Regions from separate parts of the Mus musculus genome. Here region 1 is linked to region 2. Evidence: chromatin contacts called from public HiChIP or PLAC-seq data. All regions are on one chromosome and are shown on one strand. Each heading gives the region's core, a stretch centred on a gene start, on an enhancer-like site or on the middle of the called end of the contact. The rest is flanking DNA. Distances are from core to core; before and after follow the strand shown.

Region 1 (2,700 bases), core at 178-2,677, 1.1 Mb before region 2:
GTAACGGCGAATGTGGGCGCGGCTCCCAACACATTTTAAAAGACATAAACTATAAATTTTCAGCTCCCTTCTGAGAGGAAAAAAAGAGGCCTTGAAGGATCTTACAGTCCTTACTTAGAAGATTTTGTAAGTTTGACAACAGTTACAGGACAGCTAACCACTCAGGTTCACATTCACATGGCAAACCTTGATCCTGTAGGGCAACTAGGCCACTGCTTGGGGAGAGCATGGACCCTGCACAGCTTAGGGGACCTGGCTACTCTCACATCCCCTGAAAACAGGTCTTTCTGACTATTACATTTTTAGCTTCTCACAGATTGTCCTTGGACTTCCCCAAGGCCTCCACCAGTCTCCACCCACCTTCCCAATCTCTCCTCTCTCTTCTCTCCTCTCTCTCTCTCTCTCTCTCTCTCTCTCTCTCCCTTCTCCCTCTTCTGCCCCCTCCCCTCCCCTTCTCCCACCCTGCCCCTCTCCCTCCTTAGCCCCTCCCCCGCTCCACCTCTCTCCATTCTCTACCCCCCCCCCCCTTCCTGGTTTCTGCACAAAGTCAACTTTCTTGCTCAATGAAAGTCCATTTTGGGCCTCTGTCTGACCTGGCCTTTTCCAGCCTCACCCAGATGGCTCATTCTCTACCTGTACCACCTTCAATTTCCAAGGGAGATTTGATTGGTCCAAATGATCAGTTTCACCATTGTTGTGGAGTGGCTGCTGTTTGATGAGGTTGACAAAGACTAGGCCACATTTGTGAGTGTGTGTGGGGGCTGCGGGGGGTGGGGGGGCTGAAACTCACTAGGTTGACCCGGAGTTCACAGAGATCTTCCTGCCTCCACGGAGGACGTCACCAATGACTTGGACACTTGGACACTCGTAATTAATTGGGGGTGGGAAGAGAAATTTCCCTCATGATTACATTTACAATTCCTATACAATAATTTAAGTTGAGTTTCTTTTTCAAAACTCTGGGTAGGGCAAGTACATACGATGGAAATAAAAAGAATTTGAATGATTTGAATGGTCAATGAAATGTAGGAAACAATGAAGCGAAACAAATGTATTCCGTCTCAAGATCTAGAATCAAAATCGGTAGACCTGGCCTTGAAGAATGAAGGTGTTTGCAAATTGAGTCTTTTTTACTTTATTATTATTATTATTTGTCTTGAGCCTAATGCTCTGCATACAGAACCCACGTGAGGCTCTGTTTTCCTAGGAGATCTCAGAATTTAGCACGCTGGGGGAGCTTTTTCTCTTGTTGGGTAAGATACTCTGTCAGGAAATGAAGATGCATTAGGCTGTGGGTCCTGACGAGTAGGACGAGAGAGGTGATGGTACTTTGTGTGTGCATTCCTAGAAACCTGCCTCCAGCTTTGGCGTTGGCGCGGGTTTCCTCCTCCTAGGCGTGTCCCGGGAGAATGGGCGGCCCCTTTCCAGACAGCACTTAGTCTTACTTGCCCCCTACGCCTCTCCTTGTCCCCTCCCTCCTCCACTGCAGCCTTTCTCTTAGCCCGGGCCACTTCCTTCTTCTGCCTGTTCCTCCCCAGGGCGCGGAAGCCGAGTACAGGGTTCAGACCCACGCAGCAGCAGCTCTTCCGTGAAGAAGGAAGCAATCGGAGAGGTGAGCTAGTCCTGGAAGGCGCTGGGGGAAAGCTGGACCCGACGTCTGGGAAGTCTGAGCCCCGGGTGGAGGGTAAGGACCTCGGGGTGCCGCGGTACAGCTAGAGGGGCCTTGGACACGCGCCCTTTGTACCCCACTGGCGGGAACCCCACTCGGCCAGCACACTTCCGCACTGGGCTCACGTGACGTTTTGCCGGCCGGGGGCGGACCAGGAGAGGGGCAGCCCCAATCGATGTTTGCAGCGGTGCAACGTGTGGGTTTTGCATTTGGCGTCAGCTTGGTTGGGTGGGGGGCTGGGGGTGAGGTTACGGGGTGCGGAAAGACTGGGGGGGGGGATCCCGGGGCAATGAAGTGGTGTCATGACATTGCTCTCTGCACTGCGGAGGGCAGGTGAGGAAGGGAAAGTAGGACTCGTGGGGCTCCCGGGCTGTGCCTTCGGGTGCGCTGACGGTGGGGGACCGAGGGAGGGTGAGTTGCGAAGACAAAGGGACGAAGCGCTTGTGGTCCCGGGCTCTGCAGCCCTATGCAGTTCAGGAGTGAGGGAGTGGTACACACAGACCTCAGGATTTGGGGATCCATATTTGGCAAGACCTCAAACTTGTAGGAGGAATGACCAAATATGGAGTCAGCTGGAACCAGCGAATAGGGACGAAGGTGAGCCTTTGACCCGCGCCAGCTGTTAGTGATAGAAGGGAGGCTGGAAGACCGCCTAGCTCGCGTGTAAAGTTGGCTGTCGGTTCCCGAGCAGGCGACTCTAGAAGGCTTTATTTCCTTGGCCTATTGCCTCTAGAGTTTTAAAACATAACTAGAGAAGGCTCCTGACATTCCTTTCCAAATGTGTATCGATGAAGCTTTCTAGCATGTGCCAAGCCCCTCTCCTTGTGAGACCCACTCAGACAGCCTAATTAGAATCTGAGACAGTTAGACAGGCCCGGCTGACATCTGCCGCTGCCCGTCTTCTGGCCCAGCCTCTCGCAGACAGGCTCATTTTCTTAGGTTTGCTTTGCTATGACCTCTCATTGTTCTTGATCTCTCAACGAAGAGAGGTTTCTCTCCGGCTTTTAGACTGCCCTGGGTCTATTGTATAA
Region 2 (2,700 bases), core at 32-2,531:
CATGTCCCGTTGTATTTTACTTGATTATATCTATTTCCAGTAGCTTTCTTGGTTTTTAAATGAAAGGTAATATCAAGTCTTTATTGATATATTCAGCCTGTCGTAATATATAGCACAAAGGTAGCCATGTGAAAAGATGACCTTATGTTGATTTGATGATAAACAGAAAACAAATATTTATCCAAAGTAGCTTTAAAATGACATAGCTGTTATTTGTTTGGGGGACATAAAAAACACTATTATACAAACCACCAGGAAAACGTAAGTAAAAACAGTAGATTAACAACATGCATTTTTTAATTTCATTCTGCTAGGAGTATGGTTTTTATCTCACGGATTCTTCTTTTGCTGATGATTCTATTAAATGCAGCTGAGCTAGATGGATTGTATCACAAAAACTTTATTTTGTCATATTTAGGAGAAAAATGCCAACTGAGACAGTGGTTATAAAAATTCATTGTTCCAGCAGCTGTTTGGTTATAAAATTATTATACTAAAAGCTTATAAATACATGCTGCACACTTCATTGAGAGGCAAAGTGGTGTTTTATGACTTTTTAGCATTTCTTAGGCATGATTTTCAGTAATGAGTTAAAACAACTTTCTTATAAAAAAGAAAATGCTTTCATGAATTTTCTTTAGAATCACAAGGGGAAGACTTGTCTGGGAAGGGAAAGAACATTGGTGGGAATTCCAAGGAGTGGCTTTGAGTACTTTGAGCCTTTCTGTTTGTTTTTTATTTTTGGTTCGGTTTGGTTTTTTTTTTTTTTTTTTTTTTTTTTTTGCTTTCTTGTGACTTTGAGAAGCCATTATTATGAATAGTCATTCTTCGTACATGTGAAAAGATACACTTGCTTTTACTGGCTGCTGCAAAGGATGGTGTTAAAAATCACAGGAAGCCCTGTGATGACCAGTCTTTAGTAAAAGCAATACTGGGACATGTACATAAGCACAGGGCTGATTAGGAACTTTCCATTCCAGATTATAGTCCTAGAGGACAGGCCAGCAAATGTATCCATATATATCACAGGATTATATACTGCCAAGTCATGGCTTGATCAGACATGCCCACATTAAAGTATTCAGTAAAACAAAGCAGAAGTGTATTATATACCACTTTTTTTCTTTTCTTTTTTCATTTATTTCTTTACTCATTCACTCACTTTACCTCCTGATTGCAGCTACTCTCTCTTCTCAGTCCTACTCTTATAAGTCCCATGCCACCCCATGACCAGTCCCCTCAGAGAAGGGGAAATCCCCCTTGGGTACCACTCCATTCTGGCACATCCAGTCTCAGCATGACTAAGCACATTCCTCTCCCAGTGGGCCCAAGCAGGCAGTTTCCCTGGGGAAGGTGATCCAATGGCAGGCAACAGAGTCAAAGACAGCTCCACATGAAAACCAACTTGTAGATCTGATACAAATTTGTAGAGGGCCTAGGGCCAGCCCCTTTATGCTCTTTGGTTGGTGGTTCAGTCTCTGTGAGTCCCCATGGTTAGGTGACTCTGTAGGACTCCTTGTGGTATCCTTGACCACTCCAGTTTGCTCAGTTCCATCCCCCACTCTTCCATAAGATGCCCTCAGCTCCACCTGATATTTGGCCTGTCTTATAAAATTTTAAAAAAAAGAAAAGAAGATTAATAAGAAAGGGATTCATTCATTCAAGTATGATACTGTTTTGCTAGTTTAATTTTAAGCTCGACTCTGTCCATCTAAAAGAATGTACTAATTTCACCAGTCTATAGAATGCTGAGTGTGGGTCACATTGTTCTGCCAAGTCAATCAGAAGGATCAGAAGGTAAAGTTCTTGATCTGGCATCCTAGTTAGTTCTGGTGCTGATAATAGGATGTAGGAAAGAAAGCCTTGATGAAGTGAACTGAGTGGGGAGAAAGCACAGTATCAGCCTAGCCCCACAGCAGGGCTTCTGAATATGAGAAGTGGGAGTAGAGACCAGGGATGCCAGGCATTCCTCTTCATGTCTAATAATGTTAAGATTACATTTGAAGGCTAAAGGGTGCCAACTCTGCTTGTAGAATCTGGTAAACATGTAGTCAACTCAAAAAGAAATTAATGTAACTAAGTAGTTTACTCAGGGATTTGATTTTTAATAAACTATTGAATGGTTTTTAAATTTTTTTATTGATTTATAGAGATTTAGAAAAATACTATAGAGGCTTCTCATGCAACCTTAATCCAGTTTTCTCCCAAGGAGTTTGGTCTCACATAAATATAGTACAATGCACAGTGCAACAAGCTAGCATCTTACTAAGCACATGTGCTTCTGTGTCATTTTATCCCATGTGCAGTTCTGTGCAAGAACTACTTCAATCATGAAAAGCAGGTATTTCACAACTACAAAAATATCTTTCATGCCATATTTTCATAGTTATTTTATTCCCTCTTTTCCCTCCAAGTAGCCTCAATAGTTGGCAACCTTTGATCTCTGTTCCATTTCTAGAACTCTGTCTTTCTTATTTTGTTAGATTAATTAAATATATAGTATGTAACCTTTTTGATTGGGTTGTTCAGTCAATTAATTGGATTTTGTCCTCAGCATAATGTCCTGAGATCTATGTGAACGTTGAACCGGTCAATAATTAATTGCATTATTGTTGTTGAATACTATGCCATGGTTCTGAATGTATAATATCTAGTTTAAATATTCAGCTATTAAACAGTGTCTTTACTATTAATATTTCT

What was found. HiChIP or PLAC-seq counts read pairs in DNA pulled down with a chosen protein or histone mark.
Region 1: an H3K27ac HiChIP or PLAC-seq map of embryonic stem cells shows a contact between it and region 2, with 3 times the contacts expected there. The contact joins the promoter of Abracl here to the enhancer-like site in region 2. A contact is called at or near these places in 2 of 39 promoter capture datasets (hippocampal neurons and liver), 2 of 115 datasets of contacts at active chromatin or transcription factors (embryonic stem cells and large pre-B cells) and 1 of 9 other capture datasets (liver).

Annotation. Positions count from the first base shown.
Region 1 is chr10:18,021,979-18,024,678 of GRCm38.p6, reverse strand. Abracl (ABRA C-terminal like) reads left to right here and starts at 1,427. Exons shown (of 3, transcript NM_028440.1): 1 at 1,427-1,612.
Region 2 is chr10:16,877,017-16,879,716 of GRCm38.p6, reverse strand. No RefSeq gene overlaps it. Among named protein-coding and RNA genes, the nearest start is that of Gm20125, 220 kb to the left of the region's middle. Within about 2 kb of position 1,281, at least 40 of the 459 cell types and tissues checked have an H3K27ac peak or open chromatin away from gene starts, as enhancers often do. A contact at or near this core is called in embryonic stem cells, where this site is marked.